Linked DNA regions of Oncorhynchus mykiss: region 1 is linked to region 2. A link is a contact called in public Hi-C data. All regions are on one chromosome and are shown on one strand. Each heading gives the region's core, a stretch centred on a gene start, on an enhancer-like site or on the middle of the called end of the contact. The rest is flanking DNA. Distances are from core to core; before and after follow the strand shown. Region 1 holds the start of nudcd1 (nudC domain-containing protein 1). Region 2 holds the start of LOC110530849 (protein argonaute-3).

Region 1 (2,702 bases), core at 120-2,619, 740 kb before region 2:
TGGTTTCACAGAACTAGGATAAGACACGAGGCTTTAAGCCACTAGGATAAAGATAACCACTATTATTTTATTAATTGAACCTTTATTTAACTAGGTGTAACGGATGTGAAATAGCTAGCTAGTTAGCGGTGGTGCGCACTAAATAGCGTTTCAATCGGTGACGTCACTTGCTCTGAGACCTTGAAGTAGTAGTTCCCACTATTCCCGGTAGGCTGTCATTGAGAATAAGAATTTGTTCTTAGCTGATCTGCATATGTAACGGATGTGAAATAGCTAGCTAGTTAGCGGTGGTGCGCACTAAATAGCGTTTCAATCGGTGACGTCACTTGCTCTGAGACCTTGAAGTAGTAGTTCCCCCTATACAAACCATGTCTGTATGGACGGGAGCATTGTCATACTTAAACATAAAATAAAATAAAATGTATTTACATAGCCCTTCTTACATCAGCTGATATATCAAAGTGCTGTACAGAAACCCAGCCTAAAACCCCAAACAGCAAGCAATGCAGGTGTAGAAGCACTGTGAGACCTACTTCAAGGTCTCAGAGCAAGTGACGTCACCGATTGAAACGCTATTTAGTGCGCACCACCGCTAACTAGCTAGCTATTTCACATCCGGTACATATGCAGATCAGTTAAGAACAAATTCTTATTCTCAATGACAGCCTACCGGGGAATAGTGGGTTAACTGCCTTGTTCAGGGGCAGAACTGCAGATTTGTTTTACCTTGTCAGCTCAGGGATTCAATCCAGCAACCTTTGTTACTGGCCCAACGTTCTAACCACTAGGGTTCCTTCAGCCCCACCACTAGGGCCATATAATCATCCAGGAATACATCTCAAGAAAACTGGAAAGACATTTAAACTGTGATAGGATCTGTAAGAACCAAGAAACACCTTTAAGCACAGAACCACTCATATACTAACATAGCATTTTTTCAATGTGCTCCACCTTACAATATTATTTATCTTATGTAAAGTTGTCATTCTCTTTAGTGCACTATGACTATGCAAAACTGCAAAAAAAATATTGATTTCTTATCATACACAGCGTTTAAACAACAGATGTTTATTTTGAAGGCAAATCGGAAAACCGGAAGTTTTAATGTTGCTGCCATGACGCTAATAAAGACCAACGAAGCAAGCAGTCCCTACACATAAACCTTCCGGTGAAGAACACGAAAGCGCGAAGGTTCTGCCTTCGAGAGTGTTGAACCACGCATGGTTGTTTGCATTCGTTTTTTATCAGTCATGATCCATTAATGGTGTCTAAAACTCAACAGACACTTTTTTATTTATTTATAAGTGAATTATTTTCATAATTTTTCTCGTCCTGCAAGATTTCAATTTCCCATACCTCCCTATATGTCCGTCCGTAAAATATTCCGACTGATTCATACAGGAAGCACATTAAGTTGCGTTCAGTTCAGCTCCTATATATTTCATCTGAAACATATTGTCAATTTATCAATAATTCTGAAACATGGCTGTATCGAATTATTCATTGAAGGTCAACAGACAGCTTTTGGATCCCAGCTTTGAGAGTTACAGACTGTCTCTGGAGCCCATACCAATTTACAACGTAGAGCTAGATGCTGGTGAGAAACTGCCCGCCACGTCGCATTATCTTTAGAGCATGCTAATATTGCCATTATTTTTTGATTTAGCTAGAGGGCTGCTAACTTTTGAAGAAAGCTTGGCGTGAGTGAGATTTGCTATGTGAATTTAATTTCCCCTAACACAACCCATGTTTTAAATGTCATTTCCTGCAATTCTATTTATTCTTACATGGCTTAAGCCTAAAACCAGGGTGGAAAAAAAAATAATCACAGGTCAGGAGTGTTCAGGGTGCTTTCAACATTAAATGAACACTCAAAATTGGATGACTTTGTTACTTAGCGATTTTTGGGGGGGATGAAATTTGCTAATAAAGTATGCTAATATTATTTCAATTGTTTTGTGGTTTTACACTTCAGGCAGTAATTAAATACTAAAAACGGTGGGAAGATTGGAAGCAGAGATTGATCCCTGTTCTTATGCAACACGTGTCAGGGAGTGTTACCAATACACCAAGGCTCTGCACAGGAAACATTCATGTTTAATGGCAGTGGGTAACCAAATCATAGATTGCAGTTGACTTTTCTATATACTGCTTTCAAGATAAGGACACAAACATTTTGTAATTTGGGTGAACTCTCTTGAAGAAAGGTCTCTAAGAAAATCCTGCTTGCTCTCCAGGAGGGTTGGCCACCACCCCTGATCTATGTTTCCCAAGTGCGGGGTGATTGAAATGTTTTTCTTATTACAATTAATTTCTCAAAATCACCAAACCTTGAAGAAAAATCTGATGAATTTGGGTGGTTTATAGCTACTGGGTGAAGATCCTTGACATCATCTTACTCTACCTAGACACAATATTATGCTTTATGCGTTGCCTAGAATGTGCACAATAGTAAAATGTCAAATTATATTTGATTCTTGGAGCATTTACTATCCAATGCTTATTTGTATGACTTGTTCATGAATACCTGCAAAAATACATGGCGCCATAATTAATTTCCAAAGACACAAGTAGGCATATGAGATTTCTAATATGTGATTACACTGGCAAAATTGGGAAGAAGTGGAATAATAAAACACGTGTGGAGAATAACAGCAGTGTTCTTGCTGACAAGCACAGTAATTACCCTATATTTTAGCCCA
Region 2 (2,947 bases), core at 222-2,721:
ACGCCAGTCCAGTTGGTAGTGGTAATGCACCTTAAAGTTGGTTGCCAACCACAATATAAAGTCCAAAGAAGAAGCATCTTGAAGGAGGTGAGATTACTAGAAACAAACTTGGTTTACCCTTTTATCTGCAAATTAATTGTTGTGGATTACATGTCGGAGTAGAGGACCTTGTGCATTTCAGGTAAAATAACAACCCAATGTTTGTATCCCAGGACAAATTAGCTAGCAAGAGCTAGCTAGCTAATTTGTCCTGGGATATAAACATTGGGTTGTTATTAGCAACAGCTAGCTAAATTGCCATAAATGTTTGCTTTTTGACTGGTCCCCAAATTAATATATTTGGTTCAGAATTTGTTTTGATATTTCAACCTGCTGTCCTGGTAGTGTTTGGTGTGCGTGGACAAAAACAACATGCGTGCAATGGCGAGCACGCTGTCTGGTCAGCATGCGAGTTTGGTCTTCCAACACGAAGCTTGGGGTTGCTAGGTGATTTGTGACGCAACTGCAAGCACTCTATGGTTCCGTTCGAATCCCCCACTTTTCCTGAGAGATTACATATCAGTAGGTGGCAGCATAGAGACCATGAGAGATGACTGCTCAGAGATTATGTCGCAGCTGGACCCCTCGGTTGAAGGGGACCCGGCAGAGGCTACCAACCAGCAAACAATCTTACCAACGACAGTATATCTGGTCACCCAAATTAGTTTTCTAACCCAGACAGTACAGTGAAAGGACTGAATGAGTTGATATTTAATTTAATCTGATTGGCATAGTAGGTTTGATCGTATGCTATATGCTATAAACTGGTAACGTTAGTCAGCCTACAAAACTTCAACACCAAATGTAACAATTTAATATGGCGTTCCACAGACGATGTAAGAATATACCTGAAGTTCCGATTTCCATTCATGAGGTCTCTGTCCGGATACTCCCCGGCTCCCAATGGTCAAATATCGGCGCAGCTCCTGTTCGCACGACGCTATTTAGTCAGCGCTGTAGCTCTAGTGTTGGAGATTTTCCACCCGAAGACTCTCAAGCCGACACCCCGGCTTCTGTTGCTGATGTGGACACGGGCCGCTTGCGGTGTCCACTTAACCAGAGGTCCTCCCAAATTTCCCCAGTTGTTGTCAACCCGCACAAGTTAAACGACGTATCCCATTATGATCGTTGGAGTATTAATTGTTTCCAGCAGACAAATCTATTTATTTTCAAAGACAAGTCTCTGAAAATATTTCACGGAGACTCAACAGACGGCGCCTATTCCTGAACGGCTTTAATGCTACCTGATGACGTTTTGCCTCGTCATCAGTTGCCAGGATAATAACAATTACTTGACATTTGTTCTTCGAACGATAAACGTGAACACTTTGCCGCTCTTTTGGTGTTGTTCTGCCGGCAAATTTGTGTTTCACACCCCGGTACGTTCTCGGTACTACCGCTGTGAAGCAGACAAGAATAATGAAGTACTTTCCGGGTCATGGTTTTTGGAATCCTTCAGAATAAGAGTCCTTTCTATACTTTGAAAATTAACAAATATATTTGTGTATTTATATATATTTTTTAACTAGGCAAGTCAGTTAAGAACAAATTATTATTTACAATGACGGCCTACCCTGGCCAAACCCTAACCCCGATCATGGCTGTTTGTGATACAGCCTGGAATTGAACCAGTGTCTGTAGTGATGCCCCTAGCACTGAGATGCAGTGTCTTAGACCGCTGCGCCACTCAGGAGCCCTTTCACAAATCAGACTGTTGAATAAACTTAATTGAATGTACTTTACCTGTTGTCTCCAGATTTTGTCTTTATGTAGAGGAGGTAATATGAGACGAAATATCCACAGGGAAGTGTTATTACAATGCGAGCGTTGCAAAATAAATGTAGAAATCTATATTATTCAGTTATTGCGCCAACGAGCGCCTGCGTTGCCAAGGGCTAAAATAGAAGTCAGTTCTATTTCTGACGCAGATCACACTGCAAGTCCTGCCTCTCCCATCTCCTCATTGGTTTACCCATGTGGGTGACTGAAGACAAACGAGATCAGTGACGGTAATGCACCTAATTTATGAAAGTTGCCAATCACAATATAAAGTCAAGAGAAGAAAAAACCTGGAAGGAGGGAGAGATGACTAGAAACGATTCAGTTGACCGTTTTATGTGTGGATTAATTGGTGGAGTAGAAAACCCTGTGCATTTCAGGTAAAATAACAACTCAATGTTTATATCCCAGGACAAATTAGTTAACAACAGCAAGCTAGCTAACAAAATTTCCATAAATGTTGAATGCTTTTCGACCTGTTCCCAAATTAATATATTTGGTTCAGTGTCGTGATCGCATTTGGGGTGGGGGGACGAAATACATTTATGCACGATGGCGCATGCGCGCAGCCAGTTTGGGTTCCTTGTTAGCTTGATTTTCAGTAAACTAGTATGTACATTGTGTGTATTTCCTTTATTAATTTTTTTCAATACTGGTGCAATTCGCATGTGACATACACTAGCACAATATCGCAGAGCCTAACCGAACAACAGCTGATTGCGAGGAAACATCACAGATAGAACATAAGACATATTTCAGTGGATGTATAAATGTGAAGCATCTGATTAGTGTTTCCACTCACTACTAATATGGTAGTCAGAGGAAGCCCACTGGCCAGCAGTGGGAGAAGATGGAACGAGATGGATTTTGGCCAACATTGCAAATTTGAAACATTTGATCTCAATAGTTCTGTTCCCAAAACTAGAATATGTAATGAACAGAGTGGACTAAGTTTTGTAGACTTTACCCTTTGCTAAAGTTTTTAAAAAGTGCGTTATTTAGTAGGAGTGCAAAGACAAATTGAGTTAAAGCACTCGCGCACTTCATTGAGTAGGCGTTTCCTAACGGAAATATGCAGATGATGCTACAACACGCCAATAGGATCACGCTAGCTCGTGCTTGGCTCTGC

What was found. Hi-C and Micro-C count contacts between places; a contact is called where the count stands out from the background.
Region 1: a Hi-C map of liver shows a contact between it and region 2, with 15 times the contacts expected there. The contact joins the promoter of nudcd1 here to the promoter of LOC110530849 in region 2. A contact is called at or near these places in 2 of 3 Hi-C or Micro-C datasets (blood and liver).

Annotation. Positions count from the first base shown.
Region 1 is chr32:41,674,354-41,677,055 of USDA_OmykA_1.1, reverse strand. It overlaps nudcd1 (nudC domain-containing protein 1), which reads left to right and starts at 1,369. Exons shown (of 10, transcript XM_036970846.1): 1 at 1,369-1,597. The coding sequence starts at 1,483.
Region 2 is chr32:40,932,635-40,935,581 of USDA_OmykA_1.1, reverse strand. It overlaps LOC110530849 (protein argonaute-3), which reads right to left and starts at 1,471. Exons shown (of 19, transcript XM_036971834.1): 1 at 888-1,471. The coding sequence starts at 906.